Linked DNA regions of Pan troglodytes: region 1 is linked to region 2. A link is a contact called in public HiChIP or PLAC-seq data. All regions are on one chromosome and are shown on one strand. The core of a region is the stretch at or near the end of the contact, and the rest is flanking DNA. Distances in the headings are between cores, read along the strand shown. Region 1 holds the start of FYN (FYN proto-oncogene, Src family tyrosine kinase). Region 2 holds the start of LOC741253.

Region 1 (5,883 bases), core at 3,324-5,823, 390 kb after region 2:
AGGGATGAATATTGTATTTCTATTTGGCTATAAAATTATATTTCTCATCAACCAAAAGTCTTAATTTCTAAAGCATTTCAGTCACCCTCCCTTATGGCACATAACGTATTTTAATATCATCATTATATGTAGTATTTTGAATATTACCTAGTGGCTAAGGGCAAAGGCTTTGGAACCAAACTAATTGGACCTGAATCCTGACTCTACCACTTAGTAGCTGTATGATCTTGAATTAGTTACTTAACAAGCTACTAAAGTTTGCTTCAATTTCCCATCTGTAAAACGGAGATTATAAGTGAAACCACTTCATATTATTATTGTTAAGATCGGAGCTTAAACAGTGCTTGGCACATAGTAAATGCTCAACAAATGTTAACAATTATTAATTATTTTTTATCTCTTCTAGTAGACCGTGAACTTCTGAAAAGCAAGGACAGCAGAAGTATTCATTTCCAGGACCTCATCTCCCCAGTGCCTTGCACAAAGTAACATACTAGGCTAATGTCTGCAGAACAGATGAATATAATGAAGTATTCATAGCAAAAAAAGTGCATTAACAATTATGATGGCTGGTATGAATGGAATTGCTCCAACAATTTGGAAGCCTGTGGAGAACAGGGACTACCCAGAACACTAGAACCCTGCTCATGGAGATTTGGAAGCTCACTTAACCTCCGTGGAATATGCAAGACTCACAGACAAAGAGGGCAGCTGAGTGACAGAGGAGACCCATGTGGGCCTGAAGAGCTGGCTGGCTGAGCCTCCTGCCCTTCCGTTAAGAAGCTGCAAGGCCTTGGGGCAAGGAGTTTCACCTCTCAGGCTAATTAATTTCCTCTTCCAATTAAGAGGGAGTGGGACTGTGATTTCTGTTTTTCTTTTTGAGATAGGGTCTCACTCTGGAGCCCAGGCTAGAGTACAGTGGTATGACCTCAGCTCACTGCAGTCTCTACCTCCCAGGCTCAAGTGATCCTCCCACCTCAGCCTCTTGAGTAGCTGGGACCACAGATGCATGCTACCATGCCTGGATAGTTTTTAAAAGATTTTTCATGGAGACGAGGTCTCACTATGTTGCCCAGGCTGATCACAAACTCTTGGGCTAAAGTGATCCACCCACCTCAGCCTCCCAAAGTGCTGGGATTACAGGCGTGAGCTGCAACATCCAGAAGCAGTGTGATTTCTAAGGACTCTCCTAGCAACTTGGGGAGTCTACAGAATGACCAGATGAAAAATGAAGCCAAGAAAGGTGCTTTTGGAGTAAAAGAACCACATCAAAGTCAACACAGGAAGCATCAGATGATTGTATCACATGGGATTATTGAGTAGGAAATGGCAACATTTGAAACATAAAATTTGAAACATGACAAAAAGTAAGATTTTTGAAACATGCTTAGGATGAAAAGATCTAAACTTATAAAATCAAAAGAAAAGCAATGACGGGTGTCCGCTCTAGGTTTCTATTTAATTCCCATTAGCCTATAAGTTTCTTGAGGGCAGTGAATGTGCCTTGATAAGTGGCAGTGTTTGACAAAGCTGTTCAATAAAAATACATTTATTCTGTATCTTTTTTCTGAGCACATGGCTAAACTACATTTCCCAGGCTCCCTTGCAATTAAATGTGGCCATATAACTAGCCCTCAAGTAAAGAATGTGAGAGGAAGTGATGGTGTCACTTCCAGGCTAAGGTATTTTAAAAGTGGGTGTGCCCCGTCTACTCTCTGTTGCCCCTTCTGTAAACTGAAACAGGTTACAATGATAAGCTATGGGATGGTGGAGCTACAAGATAGGGGTGTGGGACCCAGAATCACTGCATGGAGGAAAGCCACCTACCAACCAGAAACATGAATTTTTGACTATTAAATGAGCAAGAATAAACGTCTATTGCTTTTGAGCCATTATATATTTGCAGGCCTATTTGTTACACATGCTAACATTAGCCTAATTGATACAGGTGTTGAGCACATACCAAAGACCTAACTCACATTTGTTGAATGTTAAATGAAACAGAGTACCCGCTAAGATAAAACTTGGTAGGAAACAAGATAAGTAAGATAAAGTTCCTTTTATCAATGTGCTGACCAACTAATGGTGGAAATAGACTCATGCGAAACATAATGCCTGCTGCCAAAGTTTGAAACCAAAACATGATGATTTGTTTGGAAAGGAGAAGATGGAAACGGCTTCACAGAGGAGATGACATTTGAGCTGGGCCCCAAAGGTTAAAAAGGACTTCGAGCAAGTCAGATGGGGTTGGAGATTCCAGACCCAGGAGAAAGCAGAGTGTGCATTTGCTCACATTCAACCTTATCATTAAGTCTCTTAAACTTGGTCAACAGAGTGTGAGTTTATGTGCTCTGGCTTTCCTTCCTGGGTCTGGCATCAAACAAACGACCCTTTGTTTTTACAGTACACTCATTAACCCTATTGCTTTTTTTAACGTAAAAAGTTCCACGATGAATGTTCTTAAAAAGTGTGTAAGTAAATATTTAATGAATCATAACTCTTTTCTAATAAAATTACTGAAGACTAAACCTACAGTTCTGTTACTTATAAAAATAGTCGAGGAGCCATACTTTTAGGAAAGAACGGGTTCAACTTAAGTTTTGACAATATCGATTAAGCATGTAATAGTCACTGGCTTACAAAACGGAACATTAAGCCCCCAGATTTACATTAACATTTCCTCCTTAAAAGGAACATCAAATGGTTTAGACTTCAGTCAAGATTCTCTACAGCCCCAGTTCATAGCCAAGTGGCCCCAAAGCCTCATATAGTTAAACCACTTCCTCCAAAAGTCTGTGAGTCCCTTCATCTGAATACAGGGTACCCATGGAGCAGGGACTGGGGAAGAAGACAGTACACAGGGTGGAAAGTATTGCAGTTGCTTGGGTGGTGAGAAAGGAAGTGGGCGTCCCAAGACTACCTTGAAGCAGGCAAGAGGCAGTCTGCAGTGGTCTTCCAAATGCTAACTCTAGACCGTTTTATCCACGTCCCCAGGTATTTACTTCAATAAAAGGGTAAAACAACATCACTGGGCAGACAGGATTTCATTTCAAAAGACTTCAGCACAGTGCCCTCTTAGACTTGAGAGAAGAAGCCATTCAGGCTGCCTCCCTCTTATCAAATACCAATTTAATTCTGATTCAGAAACAAAATTCTTGTGACCCCCACACCAATCTACTCTACCCCAGCTCTTAGTACTTGTTCCCAAAAGGAGAGGGGAAAGAACGAGGGGATGGGGAGGCTACCTTAAAAGTAAAGCAACTCTTAAGACTGCTGGGATAACTGTTCCCTTAAATCTAAGAAACACTGCAGCTGCCAGTCAACACTACCGGTCTCTGAACACAGCAAAATGCCGACACCTGCCACCCGGCATCTGGGGGTTCTTTTATTTTTTGGTAAATGTGGCAGGAAAGACTCAGAGAGATCAACTGCTTCATGGGAAAGAAAGGGAAGCCCCAGGGAAGAGAGACAAGAAGCATCGTGCCTATCCTAGGGTACTTTGTGTGTCTCCTCTCTATGCACTGAAAGGGCTCTTTGTGTCACACTCACACTCACACACACACACCCGGCGAGTCTGTGTGATTTATTGGGGGAAGGAGGGGCAAGAAGGGTGATTTTATTATCCCTCTTCCCAGTGAGTCCCAGCACATCTCTGCCTGGGCCCAAGCTCGGTGGCCTCCTTCTGGCCCAGTCCCCTCCGCCTGTGGCCGCAGAGATAACAGAGGGGAGGAGCCCAAACAAAAACAGCCATGGATCTAGGGAAGTAGAGAGGAAATCCAGCGAGGGAGCCGGAAAGGAAGGAGAAAGGAGCTGGAGGGAGCAGAGGGGTGGGGGACAGAGGAAGAGGAGGGAAGGCTCCAGCACAGGGGAAAGGGGAAGGGTGGGTGGGTGGTGGCACAGGAAGAGTGAAGGGGAGGATGGGGGAAGTGCAAGGGAGGTGCCAGAAATAGGCAGGAGGATGGGTTGGAGAAGGCGACCGCCGCCGAGGGAGGAGGCCGAGAGGTGGAGGAGTGGGGCAGGGGTTGGGTGGGGAGGGAAGCAGCACGGGGCATCAATTATTAAGTGATTACATCATCCCTGACATTAAAACAACACACACAGCCCCAGTCCCCGCGGGGGGCCCCAAAAGGAGGGCGGGGGCGGAGTCTGGGCCAGCCTCGCCCCCAAGCCAATTCCCATTTTCACCCGGCGCCCGCTTGCGGGCGAGGAAATGGGGTCCCCATCCCCGCGCTGCCTCGGGGCCGCACCCCGCAGGGGTGTCCTCCGGTGCAACCGCGGGAAGACCCCAAGCACCGACTTCCCGGCAGCCCCGCGGAGCGCCCCGGCGGCCAAGGGACCGCAGCACCGGGCCCCACGGCGGGGGCGGCGTGCGCGGGGGCGCCGGCGGCCGGGCTTCTCCGCAGCATCCCCGAGGCCTCCCGCGACGCATCCCCGCCGCCTGCTTACCTGCGCGGCGCTCAGGCTCCGGAGCCCACTCACATGGTCCTCTCCCCGCCCTCCTCCGGCGCGGCCGAGGCGGCTCCGGGGGCTCCCCGGCGGGCCCGGGAGCCGGTGGGCCTTCCGAGAACACCGAGGGGGCGGCGCCGGGGTGTCCCCGGCCCGGCGGCCGAATCCCTCCCTGGCGCGGGCGGCGGCCGCCGGGCGGTGCGGCGCGGGCGGCGGCTTTGTGTGCGCCCGGGCGGTCCTCGGTGCGCTGGGAGAAGCGCGGCGAGCCCGGGCGGGAGAGGACGCGCCGCTCGCAGAACAACCTCGCCTCTACTCTCGCCGCCGGCCGGCGGGCGGGTCTCGAAGGCCTTCGGCTCGCGGCGACCCCTCCTCCTCGCCCGCGGCAGCCCCCTCCTCGCCGGCTCCGCTCCTGACAGATGGCGCAACTGCAACGACGCGCCGCCGCCACCAGCGCGGCTGCTCGCTGCTACTCTTGCTGATGCTCTGCCCCTCCAGCTCCGGAGGGGAGGGAGGAGGGGGCGGGGCGCGCCTCGAGAGTGACAGGCCCGGCTGCCCTATCAAAGAGCCCCTTGGGAGCTGCGGGCCGCAACCATTGGCGCCTGGGGCGTGGGCGGGACGGCAGTGGGTGGGGCCGCCGAGTGGGTTGAGCGTTACTGTGGCAGCGGGCATCCCAGGGTGCGTGCGGTGCAGGGTGTGCAAGAAGATGCGAGGTTGGAGGAGGAGGTCTGTGTGTTTTTAAGGATTGTGTGGAGTTGTGAGGTGGCGGAGTAGGGCGGGAGAAAGAGCGGAGAGTGTGAACTGCAGTTTCCGCTTTGCGGAAGGTTGCAGCTGCTGCTGCAGATTGGCACCTGCCATTCCCCCAAAACCATGGGAAACTGCCTCGAGACAGGGCTATCTTGCCTTTCTGGTGTCTTTTCATTTGAGGGTGAGAGGATGAAATGGAAAATTGGGCGGTGATAGCAGCGTTTTCTTTGATCAAACTGAAAAGAGTACGGAGCAAAGTAGAATCCTGTCCTGAAACGTGGAAACGCACAAGAAATAACAATGAGGAGGAGAAGGAGATTAGGATCATTTTATCAGTCCCCTATTTCTGCGGACACTCATTTATATTTTTTTTCTAGCAAAAGTCTGGAGGAAGTATTACTGAAATGGGGGGAGGGGCCAAGCGGCGACTAAGGAACCTGAAATGACAGAGATTTGTTCGTACATTCCCCGCCCCCCCCCAAAAAAACCTCGTTTAATTGTAGTCATTGGTTGTCTTTGGTTTCTCATAACATTCAAACTTCTCATGTTTTTTTCCCCTTCACTGAATCTGAGCTTTTGCTCATATTTCCCTTGATGAAATAATTGCCGGTTTAGTATACAGTTGGGAGTGCATCGGTCTTTATTTCCTATCCAGCTTTTCTATGGCAGGATGTAACTTCATAAAAAGAAACA
Region 2 (5,936 bases), core at 857-3,356:
AAGTATGTACCAAAAAAAAAAACCCCAATGGGGGTTTTTAGTCTTTGGTTTTTTCGTTTTTGTTTTTTTTTTTTAAGGCGCTGGTAATCTATTGTGGGATGTCCATGAAGGATGAAATAGGAAATAGTTAATGTGTCTTTTAAAAAATATTCAGGAAAACAACAGTATATAATATTCTTTATTTTTTAAGGAACATTTCCTCACGTAATAGAATTACATTAGCTTACAGTGAAACTCATTTATTTCCACAAACGAAACTTTCCTATACAACAAAGCTCGACTATCTCTCAGGGAAACATATTTAATGGCTTGTGTGGAGGAGAAAAAATTATGTGTGGAAAAGTAACTCAAACCATACAAGCTGTAATACACAGAAATGCCACAGTATATCTTATTAGCATGTCACTTTATGATTCGGAAATTTGGCTGAACAGGGCCATATCAACTTCACTATTTTATCCTTCCTCTGCATCTGAAGTGAGAACAGTGCATTACACTGAAATTCCAATTGGAAACAAAGACAGCACCACTATATTTAAAAGGGCAGAAAACCTATCTTATAGAACACTTCATCGCCTCGATTTCCCAGCCTCCAAAGTTTCAAGTGTTACACTTTCAACACGTTAAAAGCACTCAAATATCCCCATCTTTCAAGGTTCATATCAAGATCATATTCACTAGTTTAAATAGGAATATGCTACCAAATCTCACGACATTGACATTTTAACAAAGAGAATTCACATTAAAAGATAACTGGTTTAAAATGAGTGCTTGTGTTTGGGAAAGCGCTATTATCTTGGTAGTCCACAGAAAATGACTGTAGTAATAAGATGAATGGTGATGAGGGCAAGGAGCATCAAGTGGGAAATGCTATCTAAAATCCCATAGGGCAATTCATAGCTAGAGGGAAGAACAACCTTTCCTAAGATGCATTATTTCCTAGAACTCCATTATTTCATAGAAGCAGTTCAAAGCATGCAAAAAAGCAAAACCATTTTAAAACACCTAGTAAATTGGGCCTCTATCTTTTTTATATTATCATAAGCCCCAAGAGTTTTTGAGAACGTACCTTCTGTCACGGCTGTCTCCCCTTCCCACCCCTTCTTCAACATAGGTGTGTTTAAAAAATATATACCTGTACTTAAAACGCAATCCTACAGCCCAGCCTAGGAGCATTTCAAAATGTCTGTGCTGCTGAGTCTGGCTGTGGTTCCTAATAAATTCACCCCATTAAGTGTGATGTTTTAGATTGGGCAACATAAACACGCATTTCCTACTTCCATGGATGCACATTTCCTGAAAGCACTGCACCTAAGGATGCTGCCCTGTCCCCAGACGCTCAGGCACTAAACTCTAAGGAGTCACGACCTGCACTCACAGCAGAGCCACACGGTCACCCCAGTGAGAAAGATTATCTGGCCCCAAGCGCCACTCTCTCCGGCCCACTGCATCTCCGGAACTGGCAGAGGAGAGCGAGGGTGAGAAGAGACCATGGGGAGCGACTGACAACAAGGCTGACACTTCCCCGTTTCCAGAAAGCGGCACTTGGGGGACACAAGGGATGTCCCACTAGCGACCGACCTCAGAGCAGGCCCTACGAACCCGTCCACCGATGGACATGGCGCGGCCACCTGGCCCGCCGTCCGGGGCGCCCGCGGCTTTCGCTCTCCCGGCCCGCGCCCTGGAGTGCGGCTCCCGCTCCCGGCCGCCACACGCAGTGTAAACACGCGGCGCTCGCCACCTCCCTGCCCGGGGGTGGGGGCGCCGCGCAGCGCTCGCGCGGACCCACATTTTTGCGCCTCTTGTCACGCACGAGAGAAAAGGCGAGGAGGGCGGAGGGGAGGGAAGACGCGGCAGCGATCCACGGAGACGGCCGGCGCCGGCGGCGTGCGCGCGTGTGCGCGGCGGGGAGGGCGGCCCCGGCGCCCCGCCGACTCCCGCTCCCGCCCCGCGCCCGGCGCCCGCTTACCTGCCGGGGTCGCTCCGAAGACTCGCACCACCGGCACCTTCTTGACAGGGGCCTGGGTGAGGGGGGATTGGCAGGTATCCAGCCCCTGCAGCGGGCTGGCCATGTAGTAGTCTGCAGTCACTATCCTTACTGAAAACATGTTCGCCGCCGCCGCCACTGCCTCCCTTCACTGGCGACCCGGCAGCGGCAGCAGCAGCGGCGGCGGCTCCCTCCGCAGCGGCGGCGGCGCCCCCTCCCCTTCTCGGCACGGCCCCCTCCCCTCACACAGAGGCACCTCGAGGAGCGGCGGGCGGGGCGGTATAGGCGCTGCTGCCGCCGCCTCCTCAGGAGCACCCGGCAAGGGGCCGCAGGAGAGAAGCCCTCGAGCTTTCGTCGGTGCTGGTGCTGCCGCCACTGCCGCCACCGCCGGGAATCACACGGGCTCCTCGGTCCCAGGCTGCAGCTCTTGTTGCCATGATGATGATGTCACGGACGCAACCACTGGAGGGAGGGGAGAGGGGGGGTGTGTGTGGCGAAGGGAGGCTGCGAGTAGTGCGGGGGAGGGGGCTCGGCGGGAAAAGGAGCGAGAGGGCGGGCGCCCAGGCGGGACACGGAGGGCGGGGGCCGAGAAGGGGCTTTCTCCCCCTCCCCGGGCACGCGGCGAGGGAGGCGGCCGGCGGCCGGCAGGACCCGCGCGGGATCGATGACTCGGCTGGCGGGCACGGTCACCTGGGTGAGGGGCAGCGGAAGGGGCGGCGGAGCACCGATCTCATGGATGGGCTCCGAGGGGGTTGCGGGAGGGGGGCGCCAGTGTTCGGGGCCGTTTTGGCGGCTATGCAGGATTGGCAGGAGCTGCGATGCTCACACTTGCCTCGCCGACCGCCATTTCACATCCAGCAGAGGAGGCGGGGGCAGCCGCTGAGACGGTTTTTCACAAGGTAAGAAAATCCGCCCGCGTGAGGAGGGAGGCGAGGCGCAGATCTCGTGCCGCTGCGGCCTCGCGGGAGGGAAGAGCGGGCGGGCGGCGGAACGGGCGGGGCCGGGTGCGGACGCAGCCGGCCCTTCTCAGGTAACGCCGCGGCTCCGCGCGTGGCCCGGGGGCGGTGCGAAGGGTGGGGGCGCGCGGGCGCGGGCGCGGGCTTCGGCCTATAAAAGGGCCGCCCTGGCGTTCCCCCTTCCCGAACGTGCCGCGCGAGCCGCGGTGCCCCCCTCCTCTTTGCTGCCGCAGTGTCTGCGCCGGGCCATTTAATGAGATTTATTCACGCACGGCTCTTCTCAGCTTTGCGAGGGGTTGGCAGATCCAGTGCACAGGGATTTCCCACTACCGTGTTTTTCTCCCGCCCCCTTCCTTCCCTCTCGTCCTAATACATCCTTCGTTGGTTTCCTCGGCCCCGCAGGCTGCGTCCCGGGCACGCGCAAGTACATGTAAGGACTTGTTAGCTGCCGGTGACCTCCCTCCTCCCTCGTCGCTCCTCCCCCAGCGGAATGTAGGATTAACAGTCTTTCCGAGAAAATTTTGGCCAAAGAAAAAGGCCTGTGAAAGTCACCGCGTTAGACGTGGCCTCCTCGTGTTTTTCACTAACACGTTATGGAAGGTTTTACTACCCGAAGGCATAAAAGCACCACCGTGGGGAAGGGCCGTTTTGAATAAACAACTTTATTCAAAAATCGGGAGGGGGTGAAGCGATGCGGTTAGGGAATTTTTGTTTTAAAGAGTAGTAACATGCAGCTGGCTTGGCTATTAAATTGGAAACAAGGGGTTCCTCTCTGACTTGGCCACTGATATTGGGCGTGACCTTGGACAAATAATTTTGTTTCTTTGGGCTCAGTTTCTACATATGTAAAACGGGAAGGTTTCTCTTAAAAACTAATCCTGAAGGGTTTCTTCTCAACAAAAAGATGCAAACTGTAGGAGGCAGAAAGCGTGGGTTCAAGTTCGAAATTTGCCCCTGAATTAGGACCCTTGACACATTTCTAACCCATCCAAGTAGAGATCGTTCTTTTACATTTGTGTGTTATACAGGTGCATTTTAATGGTTACCAGGTTGCCACGTATTTGAAGTGGTGTGAGAGCTACTCGTTTGGAACCGTTGTGGATTTTCAAATAGGAAAATCAAAAGGCCCAAAGAGACAGCTCACTGGTAAGAAGCTGTCTATAAATTCCCTAACATATAAATGCTATAATAAGAACTTACGCTCCGAGGGATTTGAGACTGATTACTACAGTAAATTAGCTTGTAGTTTTTAACCTCAGAGCATGATTATAAACATACGTGGCAAGATTTCTACTAATATGCTGGAAATTAGCTAATATTTTTAAGAGGCAAAATCTCTTGATTTGAAATTTTAGAAGGCTATAGAAGTGATTTTAAAATATGACTACCATGCTAAAATGTATTTTTTATAAAATAAATATTTTGTACACGCCGAATGTCAGATACACAATATCAGTGATTCTCAGTGTTCCATGACACCTAGAATTCTTTAAGTGTTGATATTTTGGCTCTTACTGAATTATATTTTGGGGGATGGGGCCTGGGAATCTGTATTGTTAGCAACACTACTTGCCACCCCGTGATTCTTAAGCAAAATAAAATTGAGAATCCTTGTACTATATTATAATCAGTGTATCCATAACTTTTAAATTATAATATTCCTAACTAGAAAATGGTAAAAGCATCAAATTAACAGATTTGCGATTTCTAGAAGGGGGTTTCTTTACCCTTACCTCTTGAATCAACATTATTTACTTTAAGAAAAGGCAGTTGCAACCACAAGTCAAATCCTTCTAGAACTCCAAGAATGTTCACTCTTGAAGAAAAACATTTGCAGCATGAAATTAGGAATGTTGTGTTCATTGCATGTAATTTAGTTTTAAGTTGATGCTCAAATTGAAAACCTGACAATAGCCCCCTAATTAACCACTATCAAATGTGTTTTATATGTATATTCTTCCTGAAGTAAGAAAAAGTTCTGGAATTTTGAGTCAGAGAATGTGAATATTAAACCATCATTTAGCTAAGTGCTCACTTATTTTTTGGAATTTATTTCCTCATCTGTGAAATGGATAGTAATTCCTGTTTTAACTTCTCAGGGATGTTATAAGGCTCAAATGAGATAATGTATGTGAAAATATAGTAAAATGTTCATATCCAGAAGTCTGATTCATTGAGAAACAGTAAAATCACTTGGAATTGTCTTATCTACATACAGTATGAGAAATGCAAAAATTGAACTCTATACTTAATATCCTTAATGCTTTTTTTTTTTTTTTTTTTTTTTTGAGACAGAGTCTCACTCTGTCACCCAGGCTGGAGTCCAGTGGCACAATCTTGGCTCACTGCAACCTCCACCTCCCAGGTTCAAGTAATTCTGCCTCAGCCTCCCGAGGAGCTGGGACTACAGGCATGTGCCACCACGCCTGGATAATTTTTGTATTATTAGTAGAGATGGAGTTTCACCATGTTGGCCAGGCTGGTCTCGAACTCCTGACCTCACGATCTGCCTACTTTGGCCTCCCAAAGTGCTGGGATTGCAGGTGTGAGCCACCACACCTGACTGTGCTTTTTTTTTTTTTTTAGGTGGCTATTTCTTGCCGAGAGATTTGAGATATGGTGAGAAACAAAACAGACATGGTCCCTTCCCTTATAAGGTTTATAGTCTAGCATCCTAAAAATGTATTTTAATCATATGAATTAACATTTAATCATCTTTTCTAGTTCACTGACATGTACTTAGCATGTCTGCCTTTAGTAAAAGCCTACCAAGTCTCCTTTACCAATACTGTTCAACATCTGTTAACATCTGCCTGTTAGCAGTTTATAATCTAGAACAGACAGTAGTAGCTACCATACTTTTGTGGCAGATACTATAACATGGCTTATTCAGTATTCATCCAACCCCCTTCTTGCTTACTTTTCTGTACTTTAAAAGCTGGAAAACAAACTGCAGTTCTCAGACTCCTTTGCAGCTAGATTGCTGGTGTGAG

Evidence for each region. HiChIP or PLAC-seq counts read pairs in DNA pulled down with a chosen protein or histone mark.
Region 1: a contact with region 2 is called in an H3K4me3 HiChIP or PLAC-seq map of stem cell-derived excitatory neurons, with 2.6 times the contacts expected there. The contact joins the promoter of FYN here to the promoter of LOC741253 in region 2. A contact is called at or near these places in 1 of 7 Hi-C or Micro-C datasets (stem cell-derived neural progenitor cells) and 1 of 1 datasets of contacts at active chromatin or transcription factors (stem cell-derived excitatory neurons).

The regions. Positions count from the first base shown.
Region 1 is chr5:123,799,789-123,805,671 of NHGRI_mPanTro3-v2.0_pri, forward strand. It overlaps FYN (FYN proto-oncogene, Src family tyrosine kinase), which reads right to left and starts at 4,574. Exons shown (of 15, transcript XM_063812641.1): 1 at 4,447-4,574.
Region 2 is chr5:123,409,447-123,415,382 of NHGRI_mPanTro3-v2.0_pri, forward strand. LOC741253 reads left to right here and starts at 2,107. Exons shown (of 4, transcript XM_063813277.1): 1 at 2,107-2,196; 2 at 2,273-2,886. The coding sequence starts at 2,107. REV3L (REV3 like, DNA directed polymerase zeta catalytic subunit) reads right to left here and starts at 2,407. Exons shown (of 32, transcript XM_003950901.6): 1 at 1,970-2,407. The coding sequence starts at 2,108. It overlaps LOC134807019 (a long non-coding RNA gene), which reads left to right and starts at 2,941. Exons shown (of 3, transcript XR_010157768.1): 1 at 2,941-3,017; 2 at 3,972-4,089.